Regions from separate parts of the Ovis aries genome. Here region 1 is linked to region 2. Evidence: chromatin contacts called from public Hi-C data. All regions are on one chromosome and are shown on one strand. The core of a region is the stretch at or near the end of the contact, and the rest is flanking DNA. Distances in the headings are between cores, read along the strand shown. Region 1 holds the start of TLL2 (tolloid like 2). Region 2 overlaps TLL2 (tolloid like 2).

The links. A called contact is a pair of places that touch in the nucleus more often than the background predicts.
Region 1: a contact with region 2 is called in a Hi-C map of hypothalamus, with 4 times the contacts expected there. The contact joins the promoter of TLL2 here to the enhancer-like site in region 2. A contact is called at or near these places in 6 of 16 Hi-C or Micro-C datasets (hypothalamus, liver, mixed tissues and 2 more).

What each region holds. Positions count from the first base shown.
Region 1 is chr22:17,665,931-17,671,042 of ARS-UI_Ramb_v3.0, reverse strand. TLL2 (tolloid like 2) reads left to right here and starts at 2,465. Exons shown (of 21, transcript XM_042238664.1): 1 at 2,465-2,898. The coding sequence starts at 2,709.
Region 2 is chr22:17,532,194-17,536,881 of ARS-UI_Ramb_v3.0, reverse strand. It overlaps TLL2 (tolloid like 2), which reads left to right. Exons shown (of 21, transcript XM_042238664.1): 18 at 229-356; 19 at 3,691-3,904. Among named protein-coding and RNA genes, the nearest start is that of OPALIN, 13 kb to the right of the region's middle. Within about 2 kb of position 1,976, at least 2 of the 54 cell types and tissues checked have an H3K27ac peak or open chromatin away from gene starts, as enhancers often do. A contact at or near this core is called in hypothalamus, where this site is marked.

The sequences.
Region 1 (5,112 bases), core at 1,216-3,715, 130 kb before region 2:
AGTATGAAATAGTTTAAAAACTTAGTACTGTCTCAGTGGTCAGTTCATGGAAACCAAGAAATAAACCGCAAAAGAGAGTGCCCTCTTTACCCTGAAAGGTCTGCTCCCCACCTTGGAGAAGGTTGTGTGTGGTAACCTGGAAAGGCATCTAGAGGAAAAAGGGACCTCTGCGGAGTAGTTATGGAAAACTTGGTAGGGATGGAGGCGTTTTGAGAGCTGCTGCAAGAGAGCTGTGGAACTTGGCATAGGGCGTAGCAGCCAAGCGTTGGGTGGATGACAGACATCTGACTGAAAAGGGACAGTTGTATGGACTTGCGATTATGAGCTGTGGAGGAGGAAACCCACAAATAACTAATGAAACTGGGTTGAGTGGCTTTAGATCCCAGAGCCTTTTATTCCAAATCTATCTCATTTTTTAATGGAAATTAAAAAATACATTTATAAAATTATTTGAGCACCGATTAGAGTTTAAAATATAAAAGTGGTAAGTGAAATCAGAAAACATGAAGCTGAGAAAAAATATTAACCATTGCTTTCAACTGTTTCTAACTTTTCTGTACTGTGACTCAAGTAGTTCATTCACACTTGTTTGATAGCCTTTAAGATAGTATTCAGACATGGCATCTGACATAAAGATGCAGTCTGCTCATCCTAGAGCACGACTGTCATCAAAATATTTGGGCAAAGAATGTTGGTGAGAAGCCTGGCAGTTACTCACGAGGTGGGGATTAGAGGCAATAAAAGCTCACAACCTCAGTGCTTGCACAAGAGGTCGCCTGTAATGTCTATTTTCCGGAGGAATTCCCTGCTAATGAGGCCAGTTGGCTGTTCGCCTAGTGCCATCTGGAGACCTGGAAGTGTCACAGAAGTTTGTTAGGCCTTTGAGATGTTGACGTCGTGGACTTGTCTACTGACAGGTGGTGACCTTCACTGGGTTAAATGCAGAGACCTATGGCGTTGGGTTTGACTCCTTCCAGCGTTCAGGCAGAAATGACGTTCAACTCCTTCCCATACTTATTTAAATGGCCACTTGGTCCTCCCTGCCATTTGGTGGCATCCATTCCCCTCCTGCTGCCAGCCTGCCCCAGATTACTCCCTCCCCTCTGTCAGTTCTTGCCCAGTCTGGCTCCATCCTATATATATATGCCCATTTGATGAAGGCTCAGCATGAAGCAGGGTCAACTTAATTTCTAAGGGCCAAGACAAAACATCCAGTAGTTAAACCTTTACTGGATTTTAGGGCTTGTCAGCCTACTTATTAGATGATCATAATGCAAGAAATTCAGAATCCTGTGCAAAGCCCAGCTCTGGGCTCCCTGTCTGCTGTTTTATCGTTGGTGACTATGAAACCATGTGGAAATCCCAAAGGAAATCTTGTTCCTTTTTTCTGCTCGCAGTTTAAATGGAAAAAAGATTCTACTGGGTGTGATGCTGACTACACATTGATGTATTTTACTTCTTAATGGGGCAATTTTGCTTTTGTAGAAAGGTCTTTGAAAAGCCTCTTGGTAATAGCATTTTTATGTCTATAAATCAAATTGGCTCAATTCTAACAATTTTTACATTTAAGGTACAGCATAGGAGGGGGTTTCAAATATCTCTTGATTATTCTCTTACACTATTTGGGCATATGTTTTTAATTAGCAAAAAATTAACCAGACTTCAGAAATTGGTTGTTTTTATTTCATCAAGTTAATGGTGAATGGCTTATTTAATAAAACATGCCTGTAATTTAACACAAATAGTAGGTATAGCTGTTCGTTTGTCAGTCTTGCCTGTATGAAGCGTCTTGCACTGTTTTCCTAAAGGATAGGGTCACGTAGAGGGGAAATCCGTCATTTTAAATCATTATTTTCTAAGCCACTCAATATCACCAGCCATACGTTAGGTTAGGTGGTTACTGCAGCAAGCGCCGGTCACGGCTGGACGAGGGAATGTGGAGAAAGCTGAGAGGATCGTAATCGTCGGTTTTTTCATGCGCCAAAAGCGACCCAAAGAGAAGATTGGCTTCATCCCTACAAGGAAATGATTCTCCGAAAAGCACATAGCGAGCTGGTGGTAATGGGGATCGCTCGCATTAGGTTTGCGGACCGGCGCTCACAGCTCCAGCCACTGCCTCCTGTCTTCTCCCACGTGTGCACCGGGGAGTTGTGAAGTGAATTTTGAGAATAAAGCAAGGCGGGAAGTCCAGCCTTGATCTTCAGGAGCAGCGTTGAAGGGAGGGTGGGCCAGAGGCGCTGTAACACCCAGAAAAGGGCGCCCTTTGCTCGGTGGGAGCTCGGCAGGCCCCGGGTCCTTGCCTTCAGCTTCTGCACCTCGCTCCCCTTCCTCCGAAGTTGCGGAGGTGCCGGGAAGAGGAGGGGCCTCGCTTCGGGCGCCCGAGTGATTGGCTGCCCGGGGCCCCTGGCGAAGGCTGTGCGGTCCAGCCCGGGTGGAGAGGGGCGGAGCGGCCACTGTTCCAACCACTGCCACAGTCGCAGCCGCCGCAGCCTCGGCCGGCGAGCAAGTAGCTCCGAGCAGCGGCTTCCCAGGCGCGCGGACGCGGACCGGGACGCCGCGCTCTGGGGGTTCCGCGCCGGAGCCATGCCCGGCAGGCGCGCGTAATTGCCGTGCCGGCTTGCCGCCGACCCGACTCTACGCGGTCGCTCGCCCAAGAGTCCAGCTTTCGGTGCACTCAACTCCCTCGGTCTTGCCGGCCGCTCGCAACCATGCCCCGTGTGACTGCGCTCGGGGCCCTTGTGCCATTGCTGCTGCCTCTCCTGGTACTGCTGCTGCCGCTGCCCCGCGACGCCGGGGGGCTCGGGGAGCGCTCGGACGCCGCTTGGGACTCCTCGGCGCTGGAAGGCGAGGAGAGCGCGGAGCAGCAGCTGGAGCATTACCATGACCCGTGCAAAGCCGGTAGGTGCCGCCGCCGGGGAAGTCCGGCAGAAGTTTGCCTTTGAAATGCAAACGAGGTAGTGGGCAAGCCAGCGCGGCAGTCTTTTGGGGGCGGGTCACCCTTCCCCTCCGCTGAGATCCCCCGGACTCCCCGGGAAAACAATGCCCCAGAGGGACTGCTTAAATACCTCTCCGGCTGGGACGTCCTGGCCCCTAGTGTGCGGCGCACACCGAGTGGCGGCCGCGGGAATGTTCCCAAAGTGTCCGAGGCCGAGAGGGCGCCCAGGGGCTGGGGCGGGCCCCCGGGTCGCCTGACAGCCAGGTGGTCAGCACGGGCCACCGCCGGACGCGCTGAGCCGGAGCAGAGGGGCGGGAACCGGGCTGGGCGCGGCGTTCCCAGGTTTAGACGGAGTCTCTGGTTCCGATTTCATGGCGTTTGTAAGTTTCACGCAAAGTTTCCCAAGATCTTGTGGTTACTCTTGGGAAGAGAGTTTAAAAAGGGAAAGCTTCACTGCGGGCAAAAGGAAAGCGGTAGCCGATGGAGAATGAACATGACTCGAGTTGCTGCAGACTTTCGCGTAGCCTGCTCTGTGGTCGCGGCTGGGGGTCGTGCTGGGCGGGCAGAGATGGAAGCCGTCAGGTGCTCTAATCCGGACAGGAAGCCGCGCCCCGGGACGCGCGGGTGTTTCTGGCGCTAATCGCGGCCCGGGCGCTGCAGCTCCAGTTCCCACTAGGGGCTCGTGTGTCCCAAGGGTAGCAGCTTCAGCCGCTGCAAAACCCGAGCGCATGTTCCAAAGAAAGCCGTGGGTCTGGGGCAGTTCCCAGCTGGAACCGTGCTCACACTCCCCAAGGGGTGCTCACACTCCCGAGAGGATTGGTCTGAAGCCCGCCGAGCAGCTCCTGGCCCGGGGACGCGGGTAGAGGTGTTTATGTCTGGGCAGGGTCCGGCTGGTTCTGTGGGCGGCCCTCTGAGACGAGCGGACAGAAGGAAGCTCGCATCCTCCATGCGCAGAAGGGCAAGGTGTTTTACTTCTGTTGAATGAGGGCGTGCCGTGGGCCAGTGTGGGCCCCGTTCCTCACTCCCTGGAGAGGCTCTGTCTCCCCTCTAGTAGGCTCAGTTTTCTCTTCTGCACTGGGGAGGTAATTGTCGGAGGTCTCAGATAATTTATGGGGAAATTCTGTGCGCATGGAATAGTGATGAAGACACGGCTTGTGTTGCTGCTGCAGCCAGTGTAGTCTAGGCTCTGGTTGGCAGGTCAGAAGTCTTGAAATCTAGGGCAGACCGGGTTACTCCGAGGCCAGAGAACCCAGGAGAGCGTCTAAGACTTGAGAATCTTGCGGAGGGTGCCGGTCAAACCAGGCTTGAGGGCCTGGTCTTACCCTGAAGGAAGATTTCTCCAGAATAACAGTCCACTGCTGTACCTTGTGGGGTTTCTGAGTTAGGAAGGAGGACAAAGAGTTGATCCCTGGGTAATTTGAGAGAATATCCACAGGTAGCGTGTCCTGACTGAGGTGTCTCGGTTCCTCACTGGACCTAGGTCCCAACCAGGCCTGAAGAGCCTCTGGAGCAATGAATGGTGGCCTTGCCTGAGAAGAAGGACACTGAGGATACCAAACTGGGATGGGGGCTACATGGAGTAGATCTGCCATCGGCCACCACCTGCACCTGTCAGAGCCTGGATTTTACTGGATGTGAACCAGGGGCCTGTGGGAGGCAGAGTGGGCCTGGACGGGGGTAGCAGTCAGTGTATTTGGCACCTCTAGGACGCTGAGTGCTCATCTGGGCCCTGTGAATCTGGGTGAAAGAGATATAGGTCTTGTCTGGGAGCTCTCCAGCTGCTGGTCTCAGCTTTGTGCAATAACACTAAGGCAGCCTGGGGCCTCGTTTTTCTCCAGTAATTTTGGAGAAATTGCTAGATAACCAGGGCTGGCATGTTCTGCGACTCTTCCCAGATGGGACGGGACGGGACGGGACGGGACGGGATGGGATGGGATGGGATGGGATGGGATGGGCGGGCAGGGCTGGGAAAGTAGGTGTGGGGTTTCAGCCAGCTCTGAGCATCCTCCACAGTCATCCTCCATCCTCCCAACCCCCTGACCTCTCCCTCATCCATGCCAATGCTAAGAGTGTCCAGAAGAGGGCGATGGCAAGAGAGACATCAATAGGCTCAGGCTTCTGGAAATTCCCTGAGCAAAGGAACAGCCTTCTAAGGACAATAAGCAGTTCACCAAGGA
Region 2 (4,688 bases), core at 727-3,226:
GCAAAGAGCAATAGTTGGAAAGATGACCTGACTCCAGGAAGGCAGCAAAGAAAAACCCATCAGCAGATTTCTGAGCCGGGGAACCCTTGATTCAGGCCAGCCTCTGCCCCCACATTCAATGACCATGTGACAAGAGCTCAGGGAGGCGACTCTTCCAGAACACCCCTTCTGCTGCCCACCAGTGAGCTACCTCTCTCTCTCACTCTGTCTCTCTCTGCCTGTCCCCAGCCGGCTGTGTACACAAGATCAGCAGCGCAGAGGGGTCCCTGGTGAGCCCCAACTGGCCTGACAAATACCCGAGCCGGAGGGAGTGCACCTGGAACATCTCTTCAACCGCGGGCCACAGGGTGAAACTCGTGAGTTATTTTCAAAGTCTATGAACAACACAGATTTCAGTATCAGACTGACATGGGTCTGGGTCTCTGCTCTGCCTCTTCCCAGCTCCGAAACCTGGTGATGTTAATCAACATTTCCAGGACTCAGTTTTGTGTTCCGGAAAATGGGGCTGCTAGTAAAACCTACCTCAAGTAGCCTTTGTGCAGATTCAAAAAGAGGATGTACCTGAAGCCATCAGCACAGGGTGCTGGGTGAGCAACACTGTGTAAACAGCACCTGTTCATGGTGGTGTCACTCTGAACTGGCACCCTTTACACAGACTTGAAGTGTTGCTTGTGATTCCATTGTTTGCAGTTATAACATTTTACCAAATGATACATTCTCAAGATATAAAAAAAATATAGTCAGTCAGAGGGTTGGAAAGTGAAAACCAAATTCCCAGACCCCAATGCTCACTCTAGAAATTACTTTTCTGAACATTTTTTGGTGAATTCTTCCAGAAATTTCTGTTTGTATGCACAGGAAAAAAAAATATCCTTTTCTCGCTCACATTTCTCAAAAGTACTCTATTATTCATATTCCTCTACAACTTACATTTTTCCCATTAACTAAGAGTTGGACATGGCTGAGCAACTAAGCACTTAGCACCTCACTGTTGTTAGCTAATTAACAATTGGAGATTAAGTTATATATGCTAATTCTCTCTTGCATTAAACATATATATCTTCCAAGCCTTTCTTTGAGCTTCCCTGGTGGCTCAGATGGTAAAGAGTCTGCCTGCAAGGCAGGAGACTGGGTTTGATCCTTGGGTTGGGAAGATCCCTTGGAGAAGAGAATGGCAACCCACTCCAGTATTCTCGCCTCGAGAATTCCATGAATAGAGCAGCCTGGTAGGCTACAGTCCATGGGGTTGGCAAGAATCAGACACAGCTGAGCGACTAATACACTAGTCCTATCCGTGCATATGATTGTGATAGTCTGTATACTATGCTCCGTTATTGCAAAAGAGAAATGAGTTTTTCCTACAAGTCTTGCTTCTCAGCCACCAGGGACTCCCAGATCCTGGAGTGTAAGACAAACCCTCTTGCTTTCTGGAGAAACTGTATTCCGGCAGACAAACAGTTTTTAAATGGGTCATTCTAACTCTGGAGATTGCTAAACTCTTCAGAATATACATGGATGTCCCCTTGAATTATGCTAAACTCTTCAAATATATATGGATGTCCCCTTGAAACATATGTGGATGTCCCCTTGAATTATGGACCGCTTGGATTAATATATATGAGTGTCCCCTTGAATTATGGACCATATCTCCAGGGAGAAGGAGAGAGAACATAGGAGAAGGTGATGATAGACAATCACGTGGTTACTTACGTGGGTGTTTATTGGCAAGAGCAGTGAGGAGGACAGGTGGGTGAATGTGCTCCCAAGTTGGGCGGCAGGCCCTGGTGTCTCCCTGTGCCAGGCCTGGAGCACCGGGGGTAAAGGTAGGCTCCCTGACCAAGGGTGCTCATGTGGGCACCTCCTATGCGTGGCTGTCTCTGTAGCAAGCACTTTCATTTGCTCTCCTGGGTCAGTCAGAAGCCTTGAATCTGGGCGAGGGCGAGTTAAAGCGAGGACGTTGGAGAAAGGCTGCCATCTGCTGGAGGATGTTCGTCATGGCAACAGGAATCTCTGAAGCGGCGGGGGAATGGCGGCCCCCGGGGTTGGGAACGCGCAATATGCCCTCTTGGAACCTGTGCTTCGGTGGAAGGGTCACAAGATTTCAGTAACTGCCCGCAAAGTCTTTTCCTGTTCTGTGCAGTGCTGAAGAACTAAAACAACCGACCACAGTGGCCAGAGTGAGCCCAGACCTCCAGTTTATCTGAGGCTCGTACATATGTGCTAGTTCTTAAATATTTCCTTGGGAAGTGGATAGTGGGTATTGATCACGCTCTACCGTTTTGCCGCCACAGAGTGTGAGCTGAATGCTTACCAGGAAGCTAGTGTCTGACTGCATGGGGACAGCCACAGCGCATCCCATGAACTTCGGGGAGCTCGGTGGCCCGCCATGCACCTCCCATTGCCCTGCCTGTCCTGTTACCACCGGCCTCCCTTTCCTTCTCCTGCCCACATCCCTATGCCCACTCTCTGGCCCCACCTCCCTGTCTGTAAGTGTGAAGAATCTTTCCCATTTCAAGTGTGTTTAACATCCTTACAAAAGCCAGTGGCCCTCTATTTCTCCCTGTCTACCTCCGTCCCTGACCTGTTGCCCCAGCTCCCTTCATGTGAACTGAGACCCCTTCCCAACCCCTCCTGGTAAGGTTCTCTCTCCCTCTCTGTCATTTGGTCCAGGTCTTCATTTAAAGTATCCCTTCTCACCTTGTCCCATGCCCCTGATAGCCATGGGCAGGCCATCAGCCAGTCCTCTGCCCAGAGCCTGAGAAGTCCTATGTGTGGAGCTGCAGAGCCGGGCGTACAGCCTGAAGTTATGAGGTTGCCCTGGCCTGCTTTGGGGGACAGACTGGGGGGGACAAGAAGAGAGGCAGTACAGGCTAGTTATGGTTCGAGTGTGGTCTGGAGTCAGGCTGCCTGGGAATCAAGTTCAGCCCTATCCTCTAGCTGTGTGAGCGTGGGCAGATCCCTTAACTTCCCTAAGCCTCATTTTTCCCTCTGCACACTGGGGATAATCATAGCCCTTCCCTGACAGCATCATCAGAATTAAGTAACAAAATGCAGGGGTCTGCATGGCAAAAAAACACTCAGCTCAGGCCAGCCTCTCTAGTCATGAGCACGTGGAGCAGCGTGCCCTTCATAAAGCGCCGTTCACGTCATCTGCGCTCAGGGGGCTGCACAGTGCCGTGCAGAAGTTGAGGGCAGGGGCTCCTGACCTCCTGGTCCTGGCCCAGCTCTACCAGTGGGTGACCCCTGGGCAAGTTATGCGACAGCTCTGTGCCTCAGTTTCCTCATCTGTAAAGTGGTGGTTATCACGGCAGACACCTCACAAGGGCGTGAGGACTACTGCTCACACTGAGAACAGTGCCTGGCTCAGAGGAAGCACCTTGGTCTCATGTGAAGCGAGGGAGACGCCGTGAGACCCGACAGGAGCACAGACACCTACACGCGCCGACAGTCTCTGACCCCGGCTGTCTTATCCGCCCAGGGGTCATGGTGGCAGTAGCTCACAGGGTTGCTCTGGAGACCAAAAGAGGCCAGGTGGTGGCCCTCACCACAAGCGTGGCCATCATCACGATGGGCGCCACGCCCCCCGCACAGCTGGCTGGGCAGACGCGTGTCCTTGTGTCCCCAGAGAGGGGGCCTGCACCCACCCCGGCTGAAAGGACCTGGCCTCACTCGCTGTTCTTTCACCCCCAGACGTTTAATGAATTCGAGATCGAGCAGCACCAGGAATGTGCCTACGACCACCTGGAACTGTACGACGGGCCTGACAGCCAGGCCCCTGTCCTCGGCCGTTTCTGCGGCAGCAAGAAGCCGGACCCCGTGGTGGCCTCGGGCAGCAGCCTGTTCCTCCGGTTTTATTCGGACGCCTCGGTGCAGAGGAGAGGATTCCAGGCTGTGCACAGCACAGGTGCGTGGGCTGGGGCCCTGGCCTTCAGCTAATCCCCATGTGGACCCGAGATAGATGAGTGATGAAGGCAGGGAAAGGACCACCTTTAATTCTGATTATTGTGGGGACGGGATTTGTGCAATGATGTGTCCCTTTTAAAATGAAACATGAACAGCCATGGGGGAGGGTTGTTTTACTGTTTCGACAACCTATTAAGTGAGCAACATTTTTGGTGCCAAACTTCTTACATCTCTTCCTTTCTTCCTCCTGCCCTCCTTTTAAACTTTTATTTGTAATTTTGCTGTTTTGTGAAGCCCTGTGTCTGGGTGCTGAATGGTGGAAAGAAGTCCTCTGTACCCCTCCAAGAAGCAGTTCCAAAAAAACGAGAAGTGTTTCTGTTTCCCGTTATTTTTCTCACTTGAAATAAACAGCCTTAATCAGCCCTTTGGAGGAAAATGTTTATGCTGATAACTTACATTATTTACCATGCTAAACAGAAGAAAGTCAGTAAGAACATTGGCTCTGCTCTTTAGCCACTTAAAGGATACAGCCTGGGACTTGTTGTTCAGTCGCTAAGTTGTGTCCGACTCTTGGCGACTCCTCTTTGCAGCACGACAGGCTTCCCTGTCCTTCACCATCTCTGGGAGCGTGCTCAAACTCACATCCATGGAGTTGGTGATGCCATCCAACCATCTCATCCTCTGTCACCCCCTTCTCCTGCCCTCATACCGCCTGGGACTAGAATCCATGAAGCAACCTTGACTTTCTGATCCTTGCCCTCTGACAAAGCAGCGGCAGTGAGGCT